Regions from separate parts of the Mus musculus genome. Here all the other regions are linked to region 2. A link is a contact called in public promoter capture Hi-C data. All regions are on one chromosome and are shown on one strand. The core of a region is the stretch at or near the end of the contact, and the rest is flanking DNA. Distances in the headings are between cores, read along the strand shown.

Evidence for each region. Promoter capture Hi-C pulls out the DNA fragments that hold promoters and counts their contacts. Capture Hi-C pulls out chosen DNA fragments and counts their contacts.
Region 1: a contact with region 2 is called in a promoter capture Hi-C map of liver, with 4 times the contacts expected there. The contact joins the promoter of Edc4 here to the promoter of Lrrc29 in region 2. A contact is called at or near these places in 2 of 39 promoter capture datasets (both in liver) and 1 of 115 datasets of contacts at active chromatin or transcription factors (extraembryonic endoderm stem cells).
Region 3: a promoter capture Hi-C map of liver shows a contact between it and region 2, with 2.3 times the contacts expected there. The contact joins the promoter of Psmb10 here to the promoter of Lrrc29 in region 2. A contact is called at or near these places in 8 of 39 promoter capture datasets (embryonic stem cells, fetal liver, hippocampal neurons and 4 more) and 1 of 9 other capture datasets (adipose tissue).
Region 4: a promoter capture Hi-C map of liver shows a contact between it and region 2. The contact joins the promoter of Terb1 here to the promoter of Lrrc29 in region 2. A contact is called at or near these places in 3 of 39 promoter capture datasets (cranial neural crest, hippocampal neurons and stem cell-derived epiblast-like cells) and 1 of 9 other capture datasets (liver).
Region 5: a contact with region 2 is called in a promoter capture Hi-C map of second pharyngeal arch cranial neural crest. The contact joins the promoter of Thap11 here to the promoter of Lrrc29 in region 2. A contact is called at or near these places in 5 of 39 promoter capture datasets (the HPC-7 cell line, liver, maxillary cranial neural crest and 2 more), 1 of 484 Hi-C or Micro-C datasets (embryonic stem cells) and 2 of 115 datasets of contacts at active chromatin or transcription factors (astrocytes and extraembryonic endoderm stem cells).

The regions. Positions count from the first base shown.
Region 1 is chr8:105,878,033-105,883,494 of GRCm38.p6, forward strand. It overlaps Edc4 (enhancer of mRNA decapping 4), which reads left to right and starts at 2,849. Exons shown (of 29, transcript NM_001301100.1): 1 at 2,849-3,126. The coding sequence starts at 3,045. Nutf2 (nuclear transport factor 2) reads left to right here. Exons shown (of 5, transcript NM_026532.4): 5 at 773-2,370. The coding sequence ends at 886.
Region 2 is chr8:105,323,364-105,328,619 of GRCm38.p6, forward strand. It overlaps Lrrc29 (leucine rich repeat containing 29), which reads right to left and starts at 2,905. Exons shown (of 7, transcript NM_001368408.1): 1 at 2,864-2,905; 2 at 1-3. The coding sequence starts at 2,887. Tmem208 (transmembrane protein 208) reads left to right here and starts at 3,014. Exons shown (of 6, transcript NM_025486.3): 1 at 3,014-3,111; 2 at 3,688-3,783; 3 at 4,807-4,866; 4 at 4,959-5,095; 5 at 5,245-5,256. The coding sequence starts at 3,106.
Region 3 is chr8:105,936,029-105,941,126 of GRCm38.p6, forward strand. Psmb10 (proteasome (prosome, macropain) subunit, beta type 10) reads right to left here and starts at 2,364. Exons shown (of 8, transcript NM_013640.3): 1 at 1,927-2,364; 2 at 1,651-1,738; 3 at 1,466-1,563; 4 at 1,213-1,353; 5 at 838-953; 6 at 668-726; 7 at 1-119. The coding sequence starts at 1,982. Lcat (lecithin cholesterol acyltransferase) reads right to left here. Exons shown (of 6, transcript NM_008490.2): 6 at 3,523-4,112. The coding sequence ends at 3,544.
Region 4 is chr8:104,506,371-104,511,397 of GRCm38.p6, forward strand. Terb1 (telomere repeat binding bouquet formation protein 1) reads right to left here and starts at 3,517. Exons shown (of 20, transcript NM_180958.3): 1 at 3,432-3,517; 2 at 2,897-3,003; 3 at 1,420-1,476. The coding sequence starts at 1,450. It overlaps Nae1 (NEDD8 activating enzyme E1 subunit 1), which reads right to left. Exons shown (of 20, transcript NM_144931.3): 20 at 4,658-4,897. The coding sequence ends at 4,788. Gm22148 (a small nuclear RNA gene) reads left to right here and starts at 1,532; the gene lies at 1,532-1,638.
Region 5 is chr8:105,852,304-105,857,344 of GRCm38.p6, forward strand. Thap11 (THAP domain containing 11) reads left to right here and starts at 2,800. Exons shown (of 1, transcript NM_021513.2): 1 at 2,800-4,647. The coding sequence starts at 3,058. The coding sequence ends at 3,975. It also overlaps a transcript of Cenpt not described here.

The DNA.
Region 1 (5,462 bases), core at 1,599-4,098, 550 kb after region 2:
AGTGTTATGCTGGTCATTCCCCATCCTATTCCAATGCCTTATAAAATTCTGATCCTCTTGTGAAATTTGTGTGTGTTGTATTTATTTGTTTGGGGGAGCCGGGCTTATTTGCTAGTTTGTTTTTTTGTTTTTTGTTTTTAAGATTAATTATTCATTTAATGTGTGTGAGTACACTGTAGCTGTCTTCAGACACACCAGAACAGGGTATCGGATCCCATTATAGATGGTTGTGAGCCACCACGTGGTTGCTGAGAATTGAACTCGGGACTTCTGGAAGAGCAGTCAGTGCTCTTAACCACTGAGCCATCTCTCCAGCCCTGGTTTGCTTGTTTTAAATAGCCTTGTCATATACACACTGACAGGAGGTATGTGCCACTGGGCCCAATGTGAACTCAGTTTTAAAATGTAAACCATTTATCAGTAGTTTCTTCTGATTGGGATAAATTAATAAATAATAGTGTTTCAAGATTCCTTAAAATTTTTGATCACTTCTGCCCTGAGACATTGAGCTAAAAGACAGGCAAGTCCTCTGCTCTGCTGCCTAGCTAAGTGGTAAAGTGTGCTGCCTTTCAATATACATGTGAGTAGCCATTTATTGACACCTATGTGACCAGCAGTTTCCCACATAGTAATTCACGTTCACAAATACCTATTCTGTACTGGAATTCAGTGTTAAGATAATTAGTACCTGATCCCTAGGTTGTACTACCATTAAACATCCTTTCCGTTCCTTAGCCCCTTCACTGAATCTGTTCTTTCTCCCTTCGTACAGGCTGATGAAGATCCCATCATGGGTTTCCACCAGATGTTTCTATTAAAGAACATCAACGATGCTTGGGTTTGCACCAATGACATGTTCAGGCTTGCCCTGCACAACTTCGGCTGACCTCCTCCTGGCCACAGTCACGCTGTTTCCTCCTCCCTCTTCCCAATCCTAGCTCACTCCTCCAGATGCTCCAAATATCATACACAAACGAGCAGGGCCGAGGCGGGAGCGGGTGCAGGGCGCTTCTGTCACCACGGTGTTGTGCATGATGTTTGGATGCTAGACTAGTCGCATCTGACAGGAAGTTTGTGTTGTACCAGCGCATGCCTTGGAAAGACTTAAGTAATGCAAACGATTGTCGGGTTTTGTTTTTGTTTTATTTTTTGTTTTGTTTTGTTTTTTTAATCTACTGACAAGTTGCTCTAGTAACCCAAAGAAGTGAAGGAGAAAGCAGCTGCCTCACCAACCGCCCAGATATTGATTTGTTCAGATGTTTCAATGCCTCATGATACAATAAAACCACAAAAATTTTCTTAACAGTTTAAATTGTTTTAATTAGTTAAGTAGTTGGCTGGGCATCAACAGTTCCAGCCCATTGTCTCACTTTCCCCACCCCCATCTGCCTCACCTCAACAGAACCTACTGCAAGGAGCAGATTCACTCAAGTGGCTAAGCTCGCATGTCTGCGGGCCGGGGCAGAGTTCTCTCCAGCCCCAGGGTTTTGGAACGCAGGCCTGGCCTGAAGCTTCTCTTGGACTGAAGGCTCTTCAGTCAGCTCTGTCTGATACCACCTGTGGCCTCTGCTCTGTAGATTTGGGTCTAGTAGCAGGGTAGATATTCTGTAGCAGCTAGAAAGGCCTTAGCAAATATGGCTTCCCATATTTATACCCTCTGGGTTGAAGTCCTAAATGTAGGGGCCTGCTCTATACCCAAAATAAGTGACATGCAGATGCCCACATTCCCCAAGCAAAGCGAGAGATGCTGTGCTGCCTGCTTGGGATATCAGAGCCAGGCGCCATTAGGTGGAGTATAAATTCCACACTGGAAGGAAGCAGTGTGAAGGAGTGCTCTAACTCTCCCCTCAAGACCTGTGCAGGGCATTTACACACCATCTTCCTACTTTCCACATACCCCATACACTCTTCAAATCCCAGGAAATCTTAACTAGTATGGCAGTTTCTGCCCTGTTTCTTAGTCTGGGCACAGGTCTTGCTCAGTACCGATATAGCTTTTCATCCTTGAGACCTCTGGATAGTATAAAGCTACTAAAATAGCAACTGCAAGCTAGAACCAAGCCCAGGATTTGGGGTTTAGGATTGGCTAGGCACACCTGAACATGCCCTTCTCCCTGCTCTCCTGCATTGTGAGGGGAGAGTAAAGATTTCCACATACTCCACAGGTTGCCTGGTTAGACCAGCATAGTCCTGGACGCTACACAGAAGGTTCCAGTGGGATTGATCTCTAGCTGCTGTGTATTGGGGGAAGTAGGGGTGGGAGAGAGGTAGATGCCAGCTGCCTCTTAATCCACCCTGTATAAAATCTGCAATACAGCTTCTTCCATGTACCTGTGCCTGAAATGTCTGCAATAAAGAGGTGTTTGTAAACTATGGTCTCTTTATTCCTAACGTGAAGTTACCGTGTGGGACAAGGGGTTACTGGGGACAGTTGGTAACAATGACAGTTTTGGGGGTAGAAACTATCTCCCTTGCCCTTGCATCTCCTGGGGCTAATGACCTCGAAGATGTCTTGGTCTTGCTTACTCCTAAGCGGGGGAACAGACCCTTACCAGTTCACCTTATTTAAGGTCTGAAAAGTTACTACCTGAGTGGTAAAGTTGGCTTTGTTGTACCATTATCCAGTTCATCAGAATGGCCTAGGACCTGGGTTAGATCTCCAGAGATGGTAGGGTTTTAGGCAGTCCAATGCTGAGTACATTTACTCTTTCTCAGTCTTGTGAAGTTTAGCCACTACTGGGCTAGCCAGGAGCAAGCAGCCTACGGAGGCTGCCTCTGATAGGAACTGGGGCTCCTTGAGCTCGGAACCTTTCTTCTGCGGTAGTTGTAGGTTCCGGGAGCGAAGGTCAGTGGGACCGGAAGTGGAGGCGGTTGGTGGGGTTGGCAGGGCTCACGGACGCAGTCCGGGCGGCGGTTTGCGAACTGCGGCTAGGTTTTGTGTAGTGCTCTGTCTCCTCTCTAGCGGGGTCGTGGCTGGGCGAAATTGGACACTGCGGAGGTAGAGGAACTAACGTCGGGCGAGCAGGACTCTCGTGGCTGGGCCCATGGCCTCCTGCGCGAGCATCGACATTGAGGACGCCACGCAGCATCTGCGGGACATACTCAAACTGGACCGGCCCGCCGGAGGTGAGCCGGGATGGGGTGTGTAGGCTCTTAGCGAAGTGGTGGACGTATGGCGTGGATCTGAACCGTTTTCGGGTGCCATAGGCTCCATTAGCCAGACTCGGGATCCTCCGGTTTGATTGCGGAGGACAGGAATTGGAGTCATGGATGATCCCTGGGTATATCCAGAGAATGGCGCAGACCCCTGGGTGTTACCCCTCCCCATCCTATGCCAGACCATTCTGCCTTGTTCTTAAGTGTTTTGGCTGAAGGTATGGCGCTCTCCTCGGAATCCACTCAATCCATCTGGTTTCCTTGCCTCCAAATTTCAGTGCTTTGAGAACTGGCCCCGTATCCCTCCTCGCCAGGGTTCAGAGGCCTGGTGCAGTGTCGGTTTAGCGAGTTCTAGGCCTAGAATTAAGTGATCTGCTGAAGAGCCTCTGTGCCCACCCTGCAACTTGGCTTCCCCCCAAAAGTGTATACTCCCAGGCCAGGTGTTGCTCTGAAAACGATTTTCTGGCAAAAGGTGGACAACCCCAAAAGCATGTTTCTCCTGGATTGAAGGCAGATCACAGACAGGCTCTGATGAGGTTAGATTAGGTTCCAAACGTCAGCAAGCCCATATGTTCCCAATTCATTCGAGTTTTACTTAGGCTCCCAGTATCCTCCTTGGGGCTACTCTTCCCAGATGAGAGTTCCCAGGACAGAAGGCCACCAGCATTGTAATATAATGTTATTGTAAAAGGATGGTCAGGGTACTTTGATGGGAATGGGGAAATAACGGTGAGGGAGATAGAGGGCTGGTTTGAGAGGAGACTGTTAGGGCTAGTTTGGATACTATAGACAGGAGATTGAATACCAGGAAAAGTCCTCGAGGCACTTATGTGGAAGACACATATTACAAAAAGGAAATAGTATGTATAAAAATGAGATGTTTCCGTGCGATTCAGAGACGTTTGAACATTGAGGTGGTTGACCAGAGATAATGGTGTACATACTGAGAAGTGATTCTTTTCTCACACCTTTTATGCCTGCTGGTGGAACCCAGACTGCTAAAGCGGGCACTTGTACTCTCCAGTGGGTTCAGCTGAGACAGCCACAGATAATCCGTTTGCTGTCTGAGCCTCCTGGGCTTGTGCTTTCAGGGTGTGCTCCCTTGACTCATGAGGCGGTTAGTGCCTCTGATGCCCACGGTCAGCTGAGCAGACAACTGTGTACAGACTTTGTAGAGCCTGGCATGATTAGCTGTGTAGCCTAGGCCTTTTTATCCTCACCATAGACGGCTAGGAAGGGAGAGTAGCCAGCTCATCCCTGAGCAGCTAGAGTGGTTCTAGTCCTAGTGAGAGAGAAAGGGTCTTTCCATGTAATTCTTTTGTTTGGTGACCGGCACTTGATTTTTTGGTTGTTGTTGGTTTGGGTGTTCGTTTGTTTTTTAGGATAGGGTTTCTCTCTTTAGCCCCGGATGTCCTGGAACTTGCTCAGTGTAGTTTGTATAGGCTGGCCTCAAACTCAGAGATCTCCAGAGTGCTGAGATCAAAGGTGTGCACCGCTGCTGTCCAGCTGATGGTTTTCTTTTCAAGTAGCTTCTGCCTGTCTCTTCCTCGAAGGACTTATCAGACCTAAGACTGTCTTATGACTGAAAACTTGGTCTTTTCCTGAAGTGCCTTCTTGCTAGCGAGTTTGGGAAGTGGTATCTGAATTAGGGAGTTTTTAAACTTAGCCAAGAAGCCAAGCATAGTAGCATTCACTTGAGTCCCAGCACTTGGGAGGCAGAGGCAGAATTGTCAGCTGAAAGATACCTCAGGCTACGTGTTGAAGCCCAATCTCAATAAATAAGAAAATAAATAACTACATAAATGGAGACATAGCTCAGTGGTAGAGCAGTTGTCTAGCCTGTGCAAAGAAAGCCCTGAGTTTCATCCCTAGTACTACCTCATTCCCCCAAACAACAATAAAAACTGGCCTAGCAAGCAAGTGATGCCCAGGACTCAGTCCTCAGCACTAAGTGGGAGTGGGACCAGCCACTGCAAACATCTAAAATAATGTCATTCCTGATTCTATACCCCACCACATGCCCATAGCTTCTCTCATCTTTGTCTAGTTCCCCATGTGCCTTTTTTCCTGAGTTTACCTGCCCAAGGTGGCTTGTTAAGTAACTCAGTGTGGCAGACCCCCTCCTCTTACTTTGCATTAAGAACCCTTCTCCACAAACTCCCACTGTGTTTGAGTTCTTGTATCTCACACAGACTCTCAGCTGTTCTGTATGTTGTCTTGCAATATTCTGTCCCCTGGCTACAGCTGACTATGTAAAATGTAAAACCTTGTAGAGCCAAGTGTGCTAGCATGTACTTGTAATTCCA
Region 2 (5,256 bases), core at 1,655-4,154:
CATCTGAGGGAGAAAGATAAGGTGTTTGAGAGCTGTTAGAGCCAGAAGGGCTTTAGAACCCTCCCCTCTGGGTCTGAGGACATCAGAGCACTGGCTTCCAGTCCATCTCGGACCTAAAGCTTCATGAAGCACTGACTTCCCTTCTCCAGCCTGGAAGCATGCCTCATGAGAATGAACCTATCATGAGCCACTTCTGAGAACAGGTTTGTACGAAATAATAACCAAAACTCATACCCAGTTTAGTAGAAACAGCCCGAGCACTGGGGCTACACAAACCTGGTCCAAGTTCCCTTTGGCTAGCTGACTTTCTTGAGCCTTGGTTTTTTTTGTTTGTTTGTTTTTTGTTTTGTTTTGTTTTTTTTGTCTGTAAAATGGCAACTGTTGTGAGATTTAAAAAGGTTCTTGTGGGAAGTTACAAAATAGCATTTTTCCCGCACATCTAGACCACAGGGTTTCACTATGTAACCCAGGCTGTCCTGGAACATGCTGTGTACTAGACTGGCTTCCATGTGGCACAGCCATTCTCCTGCTTTAGCTACAACTCTATCTCATGTGATGGGATTGTGAGCATGAGCCATGATGAGCAGCTTTGGGACCCCTACTCTCTTCCCATCTTCTCCATTATCAGCTTGTTTTCTCAGCCAGCTTAAGGTAGGACGACACAACAAACTTGGGAGACTCAACTCTTCCCTCCCACAGTGCTCAATGAGTCTGTAGGTGGTGAGGTTGGTGGGGCTCTGTCTGGAGTGAGAAAAGGGTCACTTGGGAGGCCAGGAACAACTTCCTATTAACTGCCTTTTTCTTCTAGAATCTTCCCTCGTTGAGTCCTATGACAATGTTTTCTAGGCTTTTACCATTCTTCTGAATTTTCATGATTTTCAATGTTAATCTCTTGATTTTCAGTTTATTTGCATAAGAATACTCAACAATTTAATAGCTTTACGTTGTCCTATTAACCAAGCATTAGTCTAGTACAATTGTCTTTGGGGTCCTCTACTCAAATAGTTATCAACCTTAATGTCATTAAGTGGTTTTTGCCCTCAGTCCAATTTTACCCTTTAATGCCGACTGCTCTCCCAATCTGAGGTCCCTAGTGACACTTGGACTTTAATGCCAACTGCACTCTCAATCTGAGGTCCCTAGTGACATTTGGGCTCATGTTCTTCTATTCTCTACTCACAAAGCTGACGGTTTAGACAAGGCTAACCCAGACTTCCCCGATCCCAGCTCTACTGGAGAAAGTTACCCAAGAGAGTAACCATTAGAGGCATGTGACTTCTCTCAGCTTCCGTGTCTGAAGTATATGAAGATGTGAAGGCATTTTAAAACCACCTAGATCAGTTCTTCAGGGACTGGATGGCTGTTAGCAGCATTTCTACCTTTGCAACATCACCATATTAATAGCTCCAAATTTTATCCAATGGAGCTAGATTCCTTTTACAGTTTCCTTCTATGTTCAGCCTTGCTAATCCATATATAGTCCAGTTTCAGTGCCCCTCGTGAAAAACCTGGGTTCACCACTAATCTCACAGTCCAGACCTCCATGCCTGGTTGGGCCTGCTGCTCCCAGAACACCCCCAGCCCATCCTCACTACCAACACAGCATCTCTTTTCCCGTATGTGGGGCTCTTTCTGCAAAGTCCTTCTACAGTGACTTCACTAGCCCCGCTGTGTTTTCTCCTTTCTTCTCAGATGCTAAGTACATACGCAGTACTCACCCAGTATTTACTGGACTAAAGATAGTCCTTTGCCTCTACTTTCACCAAAGGTTTGCTCAGGGAAGGGGTGGGGGATAAAGGAGATTACTATTCAGAGGAAAATGACTAGGACCAGAGAGGAGAGACATGAGGAAGAGTATGGATGGGACTGGGATGACTAAGCCCCCATCCCTAGGGGGCTAAGAGGGAAGACTGGACTAAGAGAGTGGCTGACCTATCTTCTGAATGATCAACCCTGGGAGCCATGCTAAAGGACAACATGTCTTAATGGAAAGGATCATACATAATTCATTATCCTGAGAAATGCCTTTCTAGCACTAGAGGAGTAGAGATAGGGGTGGAGTGGTCATCCCATGAGAGCACCCCAAAAGATTACTACTACTGGTAACCCATGGGGTTTACAGGGATGAATAGATACCTTCTGGGGCCAAAAGGGAATAGGATGTCACGACTCAAGGGAAAAGGCCTGACTTCCTAGGGCAACGAGAGGGGGTTGCCAACCCTCAGGGCAAAATGGATAGAGAAGCCATTTCAAAAAAGGTGCAAGACACAAAGCCTGCATCTGTATCTCCTTGCCCCTGGCTAAAGGAACAAACACCCCATGGGGTTGAATAATACAGGGGCAGCCATCACTAGGGGTCTAGAATGAGGAGCAGGCTTGTCTTACATTAAGGACATTGGGTATGGTCCCCAGAACTAGGGGGCGGGAGCAGTCTATTTCCAACTGCGAGGACGGTGGGGGAGGGGTGGAGGAAATGGAACGACCATTCCAAGGGGCCAATGGGGATAAAATTGATTACCCTTCAGGGACGGTGGAGCGGACATCTTCTAGAACTGAGGGGGAGGGAACGGCCATCTCAAGGGAAAGGGATGGGCAGTGAGTCCGTCCTCATTGAGGTGACAGAGCAGCCATCTTCTGGGGCCAATGGGTAAAGAGGGAATGGTATCCCAACCGAAGGGGTCGAAGTGGCCCCAAAGAGGACCGTTACCCAGAGTTTTCAGGTCGTGGGATCCGCCGGGCGGCTCGTTTCCGCCTGGCGGGAGGTGCCGGGCGAGCTGTCAGATAGCCTTTCCCCAAAGCTCGGGACCCCGAAGGCGGGGCCTGTCCCCGACCAAGGCCTGAAGGACCGCTCGCTTCCTCTCACCTCCAGAGGCAGCGAGTCCGCCATCGCAGTTCTGCCGTCTCCGCCCCCACGCAAGGTTTTCTGGGAAGTGTAGTCCCACCGACTCAGGGGGCGGGGCTTCGGAAGGAAATGAAATCCACTTCCGCCCAGGAGCGAACGATTGCGCTCTTTACCGGAAGTGCATGTGCTGCCGATGTGGTGTCTACTGACTGCAGTTCCAGTTACTCGCCCTTGTTTCAGTGGCTGGGTGTCTGCTGCGCACCATGGCGGTAAGGGACAAGGCGTGGTCTGCACCGGCAAAGCTTTCCCGATGTTGGGAAAGTAAAAACAGAAGGGCTCGAAGGCATAAGGCACTGGGCCAGAGAGGGGCGCCACCCAATGGACTGTGCTAGACCGAACGGGATGCGGGGAGAGTGGCCGTGCAGGACTACACCAGGACTAGTGTTGGAGGCTAGGGCGGGCGCGGGCGAGGGTAGTTGCCAGTTCCAGATCTAAACCACTACCCCAGAGGGACGCCATTAAGTTCCGCTGGAGTTTTCCCGGAGAGGATCTCAACCCAAAGCTGAACCTTACGAGGAAAGCCAAAGAAGATACTAACGTAATTTGAATTGTTTTGGGGTGAGCATTAGGCGATCATAACTGGGGGTACAGTAAAGTCGGTGTCCTAACTATATTAGGAAGATGGACTAGAGGAGTGGTCGGTATCTCAGGGATTGCTAGGGTTGACAAAGCACGCTAAGGACTTGGCTGCGGGGTAGATAAAGCTGCAGGTAACCAGGCTGGTACAGGGAGTGAGGAGGACTGAGGCAAAACAGCTCTGACAGCATCTCACCAACCCTCCGCAGCCCAAAGGAAAAGTGGGTACCAGAGGGAAGAAACAGATATTTGAAGAGAACAAAGAAACTCTCAAGTTTTACCTTCGGATCATACTGGGAGCCAACGTAAGTTGCTTGCCTTGTGCTTTCTCTGCCCTCTCATTCCTATCTGATTAGGAGCGCTGGCAAATGACAGCCAAGGCTCCAAAAGAGAACGTTGTAAAGAAATGAAGCCAGGCAGACACCAGCCTGTAATCCCTGCACCAGGGAGGCTCAGGCAGAAAGATGGGCGGTTTGAAGTTAGCTTTGAGTAACAAAGAAATCCTATCTCAAAAAAAAAAATTAAAAATAAAAATAAAAAGGGGTGATGGGGTTAATAAGTGAAGCTGGCCATAGTGGCATATAACTGTATTTCTAGCTATTTGGAAGACTGAGGTCAGAGTGTTGAGTGGTAACCAGAGCCCCACAGAAAGACTGAAGTCTCATTCGAGAGAGTGAGAGCAGGTGTAGCGCCGTGGTGGAGCCCTTGGCTAGGCTCTGCCAGCATCGCCAGCAAACACTGCCCTCCTCCCCCCAAAGTATCCAGGGACTGAGTGGTCAGAGCACTTGTCGCTCTTACAGAGGACCTCGGTTCCACTCCAGGGGCACCACATGGTAGCTCGAAACCTTCTCATTGAGTGGATCCAATGCCCTCTTGTGACCTCTATGGTACCAGGCACAGCGTCAGGCACATGGTGCACATAGATACATTGCAGGCAAAAACACTCATACATGTAAAATGTATTTTAATTTTAAACCATTTAAAAAAAAAAAGTAGCCAGGCACAGAAGAAATATGAACTAGACATAGAAGCAAAACATGAAGAAATGAAGGGGAAACAAAGCAAAACAACAATAAATAAATAAAAAGTCCCAGCTGAGATTTGTTATACTGAGGCCATACCAAGCTTATACATGTTATACTAAGGCTACTCTTCCTGGACAGATATGAGTCTAAGCGCTATCTGACTCAGAAAGCAGAGGTCTTCCACCACCAGGTTTCTTCCTCCTAGTCTGGCCCAGTTCTCGGTCAGAGTTGAGGAAAGCCCATAATTTGCGGGGTGGGGGGCTGGCCTTCAGCCCTAACCTGATCGTGTTTGTGTGCTTGCAGGCCATCTACTGCCTTGTAACCTTGGTCTTCTTCTATTCCTCTGCCTCATTCTGGGCCTGGGTAAGTATCCTGGGAAAGGAGTGTGCACGCGCGCGCCCGTGCATGAATGGTCAGTGGTGCCAGCCTGTGACATTCTCACTCTTGTCCTACAGATGGCCCTGGGCTTTAGCTTGGCCGTGTACGGGGCCAGCTACCACTCTATGAGCTCGATGGCTCGGGCATCCTTCTCTGAGGATGGGTCCTTGATGGATGGTGGCATGGACCTCAACATGGAGCAGGGCATGGCAGAGTGAGTGTCCCCCATCGCCAGCTCAGGTGAGCGGCCCCAGGGCTGGGGCGCTGGGGCCCACACAGCCCAAGACTCACAACTAAACAGTGTGGAAGGGGCAGGCCTTAGGGCCAACATACCATCCTTGGCAGCCTCCCTTTATCCCGCAGGCACCTTAAGGA
Region 3 (5,098 bases), core at 1,114-3,613, 610 kb after region 2:
CTCTGCAGCTTGGCACCCCCTGCAGTGATCACACAGGCATCCACATTGCCCCCAGAGCCCAGGTCACTCAGGATCCCTGCTGTGATGGCTTCCACCAACAGCTCTTGCGCAGCCTCCAGCTGGGTAGTGGAAATGAGGTTAAATGGACCTAGTGTTACCACACTCTAACCAGGGGACTTGTTAATCTTGAAGTCTAGACAATTTGCTCTTTATGTAAGCTCAACCTCCTTTCTCTCCATCCATTGAAAATTCCAGTCCCTTGGCTTCTGACCCCCTCTCCTCCAAAACTGTGTGCCCTCCACTCACTGTCCTCTGTACAAACTTCTCAGTGTTGCTTACATGTACCCCCCCCCAAGTTGTCTTCCCACCCAGTCTGTCACGTGTTTCTCTCTGGGCCTTAGTTATCTCTGAAGCACATAGTCACTTACTTCTATCCCACTCCCAAGTCCAATCTCAAACATCATTTACCTCTTCCTTCAGTAATGATCCGTTGTGAGCTTCTGCTTCTCTCTGTGGTCTAAGCTTGGTTCCTGACTGGCCCTCCCATCTTCAACTTTACTCAGTCCCTACTCAGTTGTCCCCTTCACACCTACAAGCCTTTCTTATTTCTATACTTGGCTAGGGTTTTTCAGCACTCCCCGCCAGTGAGCATGAAGAAGTCGCTCACCGTCATGTTTGGCTGGAACCGGTCTTCCAACAGTGCCACGGCTGCACCCTGACCAGAGCCTGCAGGTGGGAAGGGGCATCCGAAGTCAGTTGTTAGCTGCGGAGGTACAAACCTTGAAGGTGGGGTTGCAGGAGCAGGATTCGTGTGATTTAAAGGGTGGAAGAGCTCACCAAGGGCAGTAAAGGGCAGACGGCTGTAGGAACCATGTGGGTGCACCTCGTAGAGCTGAGGTCCGTTCAAATCAACCCCGCCCACGACCAGTGATGCCCCCACGTGGCCTTGGTACCTGTGGAGGAGCAGGCAGGGTTAATGTTAGCAGACAGGCCCCGCCCATTACACTGCCTTTTGGTCTGAGTCCCACCCCTTCCTTTGGCCTGGCGTCCTGCAATTGACGCTGCCTCTTCCGGAACTCAGCTTGGTCTGTCTTCTTCCGGTCTCCCTGCAGGTCGCAGCCCCGCTCCCCCCCACTCCACGTCCCGCCTCCTGTCAACTCCACCCACCTGCAGATACCCCGTTTAGGGGTCATCTTAGCCCCACTTGCTCACCGGAAAAGCGTCTGGCGCAGGATACGGGTGACCGTGGCCACCCGAGGCTCACGGCCGGTGGACAGCGCATGTAGTTCCATCTTGGAAGCTGCCATCCGCGTAGTCATCTCAGTGTCCGCAGCTACTCCAGCCCCACAGCAGCTAAGGGACAAAGGGATGGTGGATGTGGACAGGGACGTGCAGGGACAAAGTAGGGAGTGAGCGACAGTGCAGCTTATGTTTGAATATGGGGACTGGTCCGGGGCATACTGACTAGATTTTAGGGGCGATGAAGTGGATCTTCTCGCAGCTTTTGTCCGCCACAACCGAATCGTTAGTGGCCCGCGTGTCCGCTCCCAGGATGACTCCATCCTGCAGAGGCAGAGCCCAGCCTTAATGCCCACCTGATCTCCGCAGTGGCTGCCCTTCTAGCCCTCCAGCCCTTATCACCCCGCTTACTCGGAACACAAGCCCCGCGATGGTAGTCCCGGTCTTGCGTGCATGAGGAACCCGAAGTCCCGGAAGGACGTGTTCCAAGGACGCATTCCTGGAAACATTGGGGTGACTCGCGTTTCAGTTCTGCATCAAGGGAGGGTCCCTGAACCGGTCCCCAAACCCATTTCTACTCATCTCCTGGCTTAAGCCCCTACTTGGTCACCCAACATAGGGTTCCCCCACTCCACCAATAAAACAAGGCACCAGCAGTTCGTGACTAGAACTCCACTCCCCTTTCACCTCTGGCAGTTCTCGAAAGAGAAGCCTCCTGTGGGTTCCACTGCCTGCTTCAGCATCTCGCAGGAAGGCCAAGTGAGAATGCGGGGGTCTCGATGAGTGGATCAGCCAGGGGGAGCAGAGGCGTCTGTCCTGGCTTCTGTGGGGTTTTTCCGGACGCTTCCTACTTTCGCTTTCACCCCCACCCTAGTTCAGAGGCTGTTGGCTGCTGTGTGCATCTTCTCTTTCACTTTCGTCTTTGCTGCTAGTCCCAGATAACTTGAGGAAGGGGCTATTACACTCCTTGCCAGACCTATGGTGCGCCTTAGATCCTCCATTCCCATCTCTGCTGACACCCCCTGAGCACTGCAGGCACATACATGTATTCAGGTAAAACACTCACACACATAACCCCTTAAAAGTAAGTAGAAATGAAGCCCTTGCAGGCTTAGTTATGTGTGTGAGTGAATGTGGTATGTGCATGCCACATGCCCACCAAGGTCAGAAGAGGGCATCAGATTCCCTGGAACTGAAGTTACAGATGATCATGAGCCACCATGTGGGCGTGCCACCACGTGGGCGTTGGGAACCAAACTCAGGTCCTCTCCAAGTGCAAAAAAATGCTCTTAACTTCTGAGTGCTTGCTCTCTCTCTCTCTCTAATGTCTCACATTAAATCTTCTTTAGATGAACTGTCTTTTCTTCAGATCCTAAACTTTTTTTTTGGGGGGGGGGGGCGCTTGAAAAACTGTTTTTCAGTGTAGTTGAGTGTAGCCCTGTCTGCCCTGGAATAAGCTCTGTAGACAAGGTTGGCCTGGATGAGAAGATTAAAGGCATGTGTACCACCACGTGGCCCTAATTTTTTAATTTTTTTATGGCTTATTTTATGTGCGTTGGTGTTTTGCCTGCATGTCTGTGTGAGGTGTCAGCTCCCCTAAAACTGGAGTTACAGACACTTGTGAGCAGCCATGTGGGTGCTGGGTATTGAACCAGGGTCCTCTGGAAAAACAGCTTCTTTCAACAGACGCTGAGCCATCTCTCTAGCCCCATTTATTTGTTTGTTTTTTCGAGACAGGTTTTCTCTGTATAGCTCCGGCTGTCATGGAATCCAAGTTCTTACATTAACAATCCCCAGCCCCAATATCTTAAATTCTATTTATTTGTTTGTGTTTTGGGGACAGAATCTCTGTGGTCTTGGCTGTCCTGGAACTGTGTGTATCAGAGTGGCCTACAGAGATCTGCCTGCCTCTGCCTCCCAAGTGTTGAGTTGAAGGCGTGCACCACCATGCTTTATTATAAATTTCTGTATCCAACCAGAACTCAAAAGTCGACTTCAAATCCTATTTCTCTGTGTCCCCATTCTAACAGCCATATACCCAGATCTGAATATTGTCCTGGGCCCCTAAGAAGGAAGCCACAGAGCAAGCTTCCTGAGCAGCTCAACTAGGACAATGAAAATCTATTTACATATCTCAAAGTCAGTCCAGTCTGGGGCCTTAGCAAAGCCCACTGAACCCCGTGTTCCCCTAAGCCCAGATCAAGCATGCATCAGCCAGGTGATGCAGGTTATCTAAGGAACCTAGTAGTGCCTTCCCCTTAACCCATAACAAACACCCTGCACTTATTTATAACAGCTAGGTCTTTATTCAGGGGGTGGGGGACTTGGGCTGGCAGCTGGCGACTTAGGAGTGCGGTAGGCACCCAGTAGGATGGCATTGATATGCTCCAGTGTCTTATTGCTGAAGACCATGTTGAGGTGATCTGTCTCGTTCATGGGCAGCAAATGTACGGGCTGCGACTGGCGGCCCTGCCACTGGCCACAGAGCTCAGTGCTGCGGGTGGCTACGGTGTCGTCCCCATCTTCATAGAGTGCAGCCACGGGGTCTTTGTAGGGGAAGTTGTGGTCATAGATGTAGGTGTGGGGTGTGGGTCTGCCCACACCGTAGAGACAATATACTTCTACACCAGGTGCGGGGAGGCGCTCCAGTAGGTCACGAGACTGAAGAAACATGTGCCAGCCTTCTTCAAAATGCAGATCTGTGAAAAAACGCTCAAAGTCTTGGACGGTGTAGTTGAAGTTTGGTGTGGAAATGAACACATGGTCTTCAGGCCACACGTGAGGGGCTGGGAGCATCCAGGGGGAAGTCGTGGTTATGCGCTGCTCCTCTTTCAGCTTTATGTTGGACAGGATGGGGATGCCCTGGTTGTCACCTAGGACAGGGGAGAACAAGGTGGGACAGGGAGCTGGGCCTGGTCCACAGTTTACCTCGGCAAAAGCACTCCACCTTGTTTCTGCCACAACCTGATCTTGATTCCAAAACACAGACAAGAGCAGGCCTGGTGTTCGGTTAAGTGCTCCGTATGCTTATTTGCGGGGGCTGGAGAGATGGCTCAGCGGTTAAGAGCACTACTGTTCTTATGAAGGTCCTGAGTTCAAATCCAACAACCACATGGTGGCTTACAACCATCTGTAATGGGATCTGATACCCTCTACTGGTGTGTCTGAAGACAGCTACAGTGTACTTACATATAAATAATAAATAAATCCTAAAAAAAATAAAAATAAGGGCTGGAGAGATGGCTCAGTGGTTAAGAGCACTGACTGCTCTTCCAAAGGTCCTGAGTTCAAATTCCAGCAACCACATGGTGGCTCACAACCATCTGTAATGAGATCTGATGCCCTCTTCTGGTGTGTCTGAAGACAGCTACAGTGTACTTAGATACAATAATAAATAAATCTTAAAAAAATAAAAATTAAAATAAATAAATAAAAGAGGCTATGCTGGTAAGACAGAGCTCAAACAGGGAAGACGACAGGGAAGATGGGGCCTCAAACAGAGTGTATGACAGTTAAAGAGAATAAGGGATATGTGTTTGTGTGTGTGTGTTGGCTATTCTTCCTTAGGTCCTCTGCCTATGCTACACAGTGGTCACAGGACTGCATTTCAGGAGATTTAGACAGTATCTGTTTTGGTTTCTTTGGGTTTTGTTTTTGTTTTTTTTGAGACAGGGTTTCTCTGTGTAGTCCTGGCTGTTCTGGAACTTACTCTGTAGACCAGGCTGGCCTCAAACTCAGAAATCTGCCTGCCTCTGCCTCCCAAGTGCTGGGATTAAAGGCGTGTGCTACCACTGCCCGGCAATGGTATCTGCTTTACATCCAGTCGTACAGTCTGGTGGATCACTCACTAGACTGTAAA
Region 4 (5,027 bases), core at 2,267-4,766, 820 kb before region 2:
GTAAATGCTTGGCCCAGGGAGTGGCACTATTAGGAGGTGTGGCCTTGTTGGAGTAGATGTGTCACTGTGGGTGTAGGTTTTAATATCCTTATCCTAGCTGCCTGGAAGAGTTTTCTCCTGTTTGCCTTCAGAACAAGATGTAGAACCCTCAGCTCCTCTTGCACCATGCCTGCCTGGATGCTGCCATGTTCTCACTTTGATGATAATGGACTGAACCTCTGAACCTGTAAGCCAGTCCCAATTAAATGCTATCCTTATAAAAGTTGCCTTGGTCATGGTATCTGTTCACAGAAGTAAAACACTAAGGCAGGCACAAAGCAGGTGTTCACAATGTATGCTGTGGTATATTATTTTCCTTTAAGTTAATATATATCATCTTGCAAGGAAGCTCTTTTTTTTTTTTCCGAGACAGGGTTTCTCTGTGTAGCCCTGGCTGTCCTGGAACTCACTCTGTAGACCAGGCTAGCCTCGAACTCAGAAATCCACCTGCCTCTGCACCCCGAGTGCTGGGATTAAAGGCGTGCGCCATCACGCCCGGCAAGGAAGCTCATTAAGACCCAGGATGGTGGTGCATACCTTTAATCCCTGCATTAGGGAGGCAAAGGCAGAAGGACCTCTGGGAATTCAAAGCCAGCCTGGTCTACATAGTGAGTTTAAGGTCAGGCAAAACTACATTAAGAGACCCTATCTCCAACAAAACAAAACAAAACAAAACAAAACAAAACAAAACAAAACAAAACCAAACCAAGACAAGGCTCCTTAACAGTTAGGAAGTAGACCACTTAGAAGCTTAAGGAAGTCCCTGACGCTAATCTGACATGCTGGGCCCCTCCCTCCTCATATATAAGAGGTAAGGACTGCTGAGGAGTACTCTCAGACCAAAAGAATTGCTTCGAAAAGGCTCAGACCAACTAAACTGCCTGGAAAAGACAGAGAACAACTGAGCTGCCTGGAAGAGATACTTTCCAACCTTAACAGCTGCTTGCAGGTTGTGCTATGTGTTCCAGGTTCCCCGCTTTCATGAGCTGGGGTAGGCTTCTGATGATACAGCTGCCTGAGTCATTTCTGTTTCTGTAAATAACTCTTCATTCACATGCTTTGTATGTAGCTCCAGTAAGCTTACTGGCTTACCAAGTTGGATTTGGTGGTATCCTTACTTTGGTCTGTTGAAAAATCCCTATCTGGGGTAAGTAGATGTTTGTTCGTGTCCTCTCAGAATAATGTCAGAACATATGTAAGTTGATGAATGATTCTTTTGTTTTCTAGATGTTTGTGATATATGTATGTGTGTGTGTGTGTATATATATATATATATATATATATATATATCTCACAAACATACATGCATGAATATACCCACAATTATACAACTATAAAATACATAAAACTAATGTAACTACATGTTTCATGGATTCTCACCTTGTGTTTTCTTTGGCTTCTCACTTTCCATGCTTGTCTTTTTCCCTTATATTTCATCTATAAGATAGGGCATTTTTAGTTAGATCAGCTTCTAAGAAATATTCTGGCCCATATGCTTGTTTCAACAGCACATATACTAAAATAGGAATGCTACAGAGAAGATTAGCACAGCTCCTTCATAGGAATGAGACACAAATTCATGAAGCAGTCCACTTGTTTAAAAAAATTTAAGGAATGAAATATTCTGGGCATGACGGTGCATGTCTGTAATATTCAGGCAGGAAAGGGAGTGGAAGAAGAGTCCTGAGTTTGAAGCCATTCTGAGCTACATTTAAAGTTCCAGAAAAGAAAGGGCAAGGGGCCGGGGGGGGGGGGGGGGGAGCAGGAGCTAAAAAAAAACTCTCTCAAAACCAACAAGCAAACAAACAAAACCCCTCACAAACTCAAGAGGGACAATCCCTGGGATCTACATTGTAAGCAAAAACAGACTCTCATTGGTTAACTTCTAACCACACATGTGCTAACCCGTACATGCATGCACATACATGTACATTCACATACACACACAAATAGATGTCATTAAAATAAATAAATAAATGTCATTTTCAAAAGGTTAAATAATTATAAAATGTCCCAGCACTTGGGAGGCAGAGGCAGGCAGGATTTCTGAGTTCAAGGCCAGCCTGGTCTACAGAATGAGTTCCAGGACAGCCTGGGCTACACAGAAAAACCCTGTCTCAGAAAAAAAAAAAAAATTACAAAATGATACTTAAAAATATAAAAATATTTTATATAATATTATAAAAATAGCTCACTTCCCAAGTCAAAAGTATGTTCCCACTCAAGCAATTACGAAATGTTTTCAGTAGTTTTGTGGGTACAAATCATCACTAACAATGAGATTGTAAATTTTTTTTACCCTGATCTCACGGGGCGGGGGTAAGTTTTTACATAACAGGACACACCATCCTTAAAGGGTTTACTTAATTTACTCTCCAAACCAACAAGGTCAGGTGCAAACGTTACTAGGAAGACTATTAGAGAACATAAATAAGAAAACTAGTTGATTAGTGTTCTGCACACCTCTTTCATCCTGGGTATGGGACTCAAGGTAGAGTCTATCATTAAACACTAGGTCAGCCCCTGAAATTCGCTACTCTAAAATTGGTCACATCAAAAGCTTTGTGGGGGGAAAAATTCTACATATCTCCCTTCCCCCAAGAGAGACAAAAATATCTTCCTGGGTGGGGCTGGCAGAGATGAAAATCCTAGCATTCACTTCCACTTGTAAGTTGTCCGTCCGCCTTGGAATCCTACACTGTGGAAGGCACCCTCTAACGGGAGCAGAAAGGCAAGCACGTAACGTGCACTATCAACTTTTCTGCTCCGAGTGTGACATAAGCCATTCAGGTCCCAGGGAATAGAGGGTCCCAGGAACCAGTTGCTGTACTGGATGGATAGGATATGGGGCGCACACCCTCACGGCTCGCCCGGGATTCCCAGCCTCCGGGTCCACCGTCTTTCCGTGGGTTATGGCTCCCTCGCTCTCGCTCCAGGCTCCGGAGGCCTGGCTCACCTAAAGAGCTGGAAGAAGGAACGCCTGTGAGGAGGGCAGGCAGGCCCACGACTTTCCTCTACTGCTCTCCGCGGGGCACCATGCACGCCTCCCGAGCCCGGCTCCGGCGGACCTCCCAGGAGCAATCGCCCAGTTCCCAGCGTCAGCTGCTGCTGGGCACGCGCTCCCGTCCTCTTCCTCCCAAACCGAATCCCCCGTGGGGGCCGCCGCTTTCCCCGCCCCGGGATCCCGGGGAGCAGCCCGGACGCACACAGCCGCCCGACTGGGCAGATGGGGACGACCTTTTCCCCCTCACAGGTCGTGGGCCTGGCGCCAGCTCAGGGAAGCCCCTGCCCTCAGCTCAATCCACCTCCTCAGGTGAGCCAGGGAAGCGGGCCACGCCCGCCACCACAGCTCCGCCCCAGGAGCCGACCACCGGAAGGCGGGAAGCCGAGACCTTGGCCTCTCCACCCTGGAACCCAGAGCCCCTGTCAGGCCCACACCAGCTCGTCCCTGTGGCAGCCTAGACCACGACGCCTGACTGGGTTTCCCACGCCCGCGCGCCAGCCAGGCTCACATCCGCTGGGCGGGACTTCCGGCCGCACACCTGTCCCACTGGGCTTAGCCCTTCGCAGCTGTAGAGCCATCAGTGGGCAGAAGGTGATCAGTGCGGGATGCCAGGTTTTAGATGGGAGAAAGTGACATGATGAGGGTAATATAACTTAGTATTTAGGACTTGCGTCTCGGAAGGGTCTTTGCTCCCTCCTTGACCTTGCCTGACGCCAGGCTTTCTTTGGTTGCACTGGGCATTCCGTTGACTGGACACCCTCCCTGGGTGAACTCCAAAATCCTTAGTTTTTGGTTCTGGCCAAGCCAGCTTCTCATTGAGTAGACCCAAGAGCCCAGAGCTCTGAGTCTTAAATGTGTTCAAGGTGTGCCCTATAATTTAGTCCTGTCATACGTCCCAACAGAACTCTTCCCATGGGAGTGTTGGGAGATGGAAGTACTGTCAGAGGGCAGTTCCTGCTCTGACAAAGTCACTTGATGACACAGCCAAGCAAGAATGATACAGGTTTTCAAGAAATAAAATCCCTATGAGCCCCCTCCCTCGCCTCTTGTCAGCTATAACCCAGGTTCTCACATAGGAGACTGCCTTTGAGAACTGTTCTATAGCAGGCAATTTAGGGCCTTAGGATAACGAATCACACACACACATTCGGCCTCCCAGTTTGGATTTCTAGTTTGTTACTTTTCCTCACCTTCAGGAACTTTCCTTCCCATCTAACAAGCTGCTAAATGCTATTATTCCAATATATTATTCAATAAAAAGAAATTTAGGGATGGGGCAAGCCCATAAAATTCAATACACAGGTATAGTGACAAACCTTTAGGTATATATAATGAATGACGACAGCACAAGGGAATGGTTTTGTCCTGATAAAGCTCCGAAATGCTTCTTTAAAAGTTCTACTTTAAATAAGTAATGATCTTAAAATGTCCACAGCTAAAATCCACATCTTAAGTTCATTAAGATAATTAATTTTTTACTCTTGTTAGTGAAACAGACATATCTACGATATGTAACTGTAAAATAGCAATCCAGCATTAACTAACTATACAAAGAGCTGGCTTTTGTTCTGTTTTCTCCCCATTCTCCCCACCATTCCAGACAACAAGACTATATTACAAATGAGAAAAACTTTTATTAAGGAAACAATTTAACTTCCGTCCTTTAACAGATTTTTACAAACCAAAGCACAATATGAAGACAATTACAGTTCCAACCATTAACATATTACACATGGTGCTTATTCTACAACTGGAAAGTTGCAGAAGTTTGTGACATACCACTATAAATATAAGTATTATTAAAAATTACGAATTGTTTGGTGATTATTTTGATAACTTCTTGAGCAGCAGCTCCTGTTGGAAAAAGGAGAGAAGTAAATGTTTGAAAAGAATAAATTTTAAGAGTTAAGTAATATATACCAGACTGGGCCTGACGGTGCATGCTTTTAATCCCAGTACTAAGGAGACAAAGACTGGTGGATCT
Region 5 (5,041 bases), core at 1,550-4,049, 530 kb after region 2:
CTGCTCTTGTATAGAACCTGAACCCGTAAGGAAAGGTCATGACTGCCAGAAACACCAGTGTCCGGGCATCAAATGTCCTCCTCTGGTCTCTTCAGACACCAGACATACATGTAGGGTCAACCTCTCTGGACAGCCCTCTTGCCTTTACCATAGGAATACTCCGATGGCAGATGTAGGCCACTATGGTAGATTTTGATAATTTCATGTGCGCGCACGTGCGTATATACTTTTTGTTTTTGAAACAGCGTGGTGTGTAGCCCAAGCTGACCTCAAAATCCCTAGGTAGTCCAAGATGACCTTGAACTTCTAAGCCTCCTGCTTCCACTTCTGTTTGATTGCGTTACAGGTGTTTTCTTCCTTCCTTCCGTTCTTTTTGTTTGTTAGTATAGAACAGGATTTATTCAGGGCATGGGAAGGGGAGATGAGGGAGTAGACATAGAGGCAGAGAGAATAGAGGAGTAGAGGTCGCCCATGGGCACCTGGAGAGAGGGAGGAGGGCAATGGGGGGGGGAGTAGAAGCAAGAGCAGGTGAGCGAGAATACAGGTGTTTTCTATTGCACCCCGTTTAAATTTTTATTTTCTTTAGAAGTCTTGGGTTTTGTTGTTGTTTTGTTTGGGTTTTGTTTTGGTTTGGGTTTTTTGTTGCTTTTTTTTTTTCGTTGTTGTTGTTGTTTTTGGTTTGGTTTTTTGAGACAGGTTTTGGGTTTTTTTTTTGTTTTTGTTTTGTTTTTTGTTTTTTTTGAGACAGGGTTTCTCTGTATTGCCCTGGCTGTCCTGGAACTCACTCTGTAGACCAGGCTGGCCTCGAACTCAGAAATCTGCCTACCTCTGCTTCCCAAGTGCTGGGATTAAAGGCGTGTGCCCCACCGCCCGACTGTTGTTTTGTTTTGAGACAGGTTGTATGTAGTTCAGACTTGCCTCAGACTTTCCACGCAGCAGATGATGACCTTGAACTTGTGATTCATGCCTGTGGTTGCTGGGATTTGAACTCAGAACCTTCCAGAGAGCAGTCAGTGTTCTTAAACCCTGAGCCATTTCTCCAGCCCCCTTGAGCGACCCATGGCTTGTCAGATTTTCTTTGGCAGTCACAAGGGAAACAGATGTAGAGGACCCAAGATTAGAAGCAGAGACATGCAATATGATTCTTGCTTTTCACTAGAGATGCCAAGTCCAGAGGATAGGTAAGACAGTGCTGGGGAGAAATTGCGCACTTTGTTTGCTTTTGGTGCTGAAGACCAGGCACAGTCCCTACTTTCAACTTACTAGATATTATTTGAATGTCCATGAGTATGTTAAAGGCTATTTATGTACTGAAGGTAGAGTCAAATTGAGTATCTTCTTTAATGCTTTGTGGGTTTGAATCAATGTGATTCTTCCTCACAAGTTAAAAAGCCAGGCATGAGCAGGGCAGTGGTGGCACAGGCCTTTAATCCCAGCACTTAGGAGGCAGAGGCAGGCTGATTTCTGAGTTCGAGGCCAGCTTGGTCTATAGAGGGAGTTTCAGGACAGCAAGGACTACACAGAGAAAACCTGTCTTGAAAAACCAAAAATAAATAAATAAAAAAAATACCAAGCATTGTGTCCCATGCCTATAATGGCAGTGCTAGAGGTGCATCCCTGCAGCTAACTGGCCAGCCAGCCTAAAATGAAAAGGCCAGCCGGCGTGGTGGCATACGCCTTTAATCCCAGCACTTGGGAGGCAGAGGCAGGTGGATTTCTGAGTTCGAGGCCAGCCTGGTCTACAGAGTGAGTTCCAGGACAGCCAGGGCTACACAGAGAAATCCTGTCTCAAAAAAAAAAAAAAAAAAAGAAAAAAGAAAAGGCCAAGGGCCTTGAGGAATGAATGATACCCAGAAATTGACACTCACTGGCACACATATGAACATGCATAAATGCAAACATTACTCCCCCACTCTCACACATGATATATGTATAAACATATCTCCCATTACTTTGAATGTTTTTAAAATTAATAAATGTGAAAAATATTATACGATATTTATATATTGGTTTGTTTGGTTGGTTTTTGTTTTTTGTTTTTTTTTCGAGACAGGGTTTCTCTGTGTAGCCCTGGCTGTCCTGGAACTCACTCTTTAGACCAGGCTGGCCGCGAACTCAGAAATCTGCCTCCGCCTCTGCCTCCTAAGTGCTGGGATTAATGGCGTGTGCCACCAATTGCCTTGAATGTGTTTTCCCTTCACTGTCTGGCACATTGTAAGCAGCTAGTAGGGACATGGTTTAGGTCAGTGAGTCCATCCATGTAAGAGGTAGCTGAGAGTCGGGAGAGTGCTCCCAATATAAGAAATTGACTCCAGAAGTTCTTCTGGGAGGACTCGGGTTTCCTCTAGGCTAAAGAATGCAGTCCACTCCAAGGTACTGGGGGTCGGGGGTGGGGTGGGGTGGGGTGTTTTTTATAGCAAGCTGCAGAACCTCATTCAAATCCTGGTCTGCAGGAACTCCACCTCTCCTTTAGGAGGCGCTGCAGCCCGCGGCCGCACCAAAACGTTCTTCTGAGGCATCATGGAACTTGTAGTCTTTGTGTTCTTATACCCAGAGCGCTTGCGCTCACCAGGCACGCGCCCGGTACCATCAGGATTCCGGATCCTTGTGAAGGGTAGCCCATGCCATAACGTTCCATTCGAATACATTTTTACCTTTCGCTTAGGACGAGCTTCATCTGGAAAATAATCGACTCTGAACAGGATATCGCGGTGTCCAGGAAAGCCGCCGGAATAAGCCCGCCCCATCCCGGAAGTGAGAGGCTTCTGGCGCAGTGCATTGTGGGGGGCGTAGTCCTCCTTTCCAGGCGGTCCTTCGCGGCGTCCCCCGGGCCGACTCCGAAGCGCAGGCGGACGGCCGGGTGGGTAGCGCGGCGCGGGCGGTCCGCAACCATATTCTGGGCACGGGGCCTCGGCCCGGGACGACTGCGCCGGGCGGCAATAGTGAGAGGCCTCTGAGAGCCTCGCGCGGCGCCGCCCGTCGAGGAGCTGAGACAGGGGCCAGACCCGGCCGTCGAAGAGCTCGAGAGGCCGGTGGGCCGGGCCGCGCGTCGCAGCCATGCCTGGCTTTACGTGCTGCGTTCCGGGCTGCTACAACAATTCACACCGGGACAAGGCGCTGCACTTCTACACGTTTCCCAAGGACGCTGAGTTGCGGCGCCTCTGGCTCAAGAACGTGTCCCGTGCTGGCGTCAGTGGGTGCTTCTCCACCTTCCAACCCACCACCGGCCACCGTCTCTGCAGCGTCCACTTTCAGGGCGGCCGCAAGACCTACACGGTGCGCGTTCCCACCATTTTCCCGCTGCGTGGCGTCAATGAGCGCAAAGTAGCTCGGAGACCTGCGGGAGCTGCGGCAGCCCGCCGTAGGCAGCAGCAGCAGCAACAACAACAGCAGCAGCAGCAACAGCAGCAGCTGCAACAGCAGCAGCCGTCTCCGTCCTCCTCCACTGCCCAGACCACCCAGTTGCAGCCGAACCTGGTGTCTGCCTCTGCAGCTGTGCTTCTTACGCTTCAGGCCGCCGTAGACAGCAACCAGGCTCCGGGATCCGTGGTTCCCGTGTCCACGACTCCCTCGGGAGATGATGTGAAGCCCATCGACCTCACAGTGCAAGTCGAGTTTGCAGCTGCTGAAGGGGCAGCCGCCGCTGCCGCCGCCTCAGAGCTAGAGGCTGCTACGGCTGGGCTGGAGGCCGCTGAGTGCACTCTGGGCCCTCAGCTGGTGGTGGTAGGGGAAGAGGGCTTCCCTGACACTGGCTCTGACCACTCGTACTCCTTGTCCTCGGGTACCACGGAGGAGGAGCTCCTGCGCAAGCTGAACGAGCAGCGGGACATCTTGGCCCTGATGGAAGTGAAGATGAAGGAGATGAAGGGTAGCATCCGCCATCTGCGTCTCACCGAGGCCAAGCTCCGTGAAGAACTTCGAGAGAAGGATCGTCTGCTTGCCATGGCTGTCATCCGTAAGAAGCACGGCATGTGAATGGTTCCCCCCAGAAACCTGCAGAATTCGTGACTCCTTCCAGCCCAAGGAATCCTCAGGCAAATGTTGTACTCCCCAGTATTCCTGTTGACAGTGCCGAGGTTTAGGACAGCGGGACTCCAGTTGGTCAGTTGGCACCTTCTTTCGTCTCCTCGTGAAGTAAGAGTTGGGGACTTCAGAATCTGGTGACACCAGCAGTTATGACTTTGTCTCTCACTCCCCAGTTTATGTTGCAGATTCTGGTTATACACAGGCTTCAGAACCACTGAACTTGGAACTTACCCTGGAGGGGGTGCAGATGGAACTCTTAAGGGACTGTGGGTTTGAGGAAACCACTTCTTCAGGTTGGCCAGCAATCAGAGACAGCTTTGCTGTGTGTAGTGATAAGAGATCTCAGTAACATCGTTTCTCCTTTCCATGCTACCCGGTTCAGGTGCAGTCTGTGATTCTGATGGGGACTAGCTGATCTGTGCCTCTGTCTCTTAGGACCTCTCTACCCAGAAGGTCATTTATGAGAGGGCTCTGGGTGACTTGCTGATGGAGATCCAGCTCACCAGGGACTTAGGTTTATCTCGTTATGTTTGCTACTGGTTACAAATTCTATTTTCTGTACAATTAGACTGAAGTTTTCACTGTTTGGCAAAACAAATTAAACAAAAAAGTAAGGTTTTTATTTGGGTTTCGACTTTTTTTTTTTAATTAAAGCTAAGTGTCCTTGAAATGTGGGGATATAGATAGGTATTGGCCTATTTGAAAGAACAGGCTAGCCCAGAAAGTAGAGATGCTTTAAACAACTGGACCCGGTTTCTCCATAAAGCACATAGATCTTCATAAAGTCCCTTGTTCAGGTCACTCCGAAGAGTTTGGAAGCTGCACGAAAGGCCTTGGTTTGTCCATCATTGTTTCTCTGGATTGTTGTGTATGTGTACATACATCAATGTGTGTAGGAAGGGGGTGCCTGCCAGAGGTTCTATACAGCCCTTTCTTTTTCTGGAGACAGGGTCTACTTGGGGTTGGCGACTTAGCTGATTGGTAGAGCACTTGCCTAGCAAGCACAAAAAGCCCT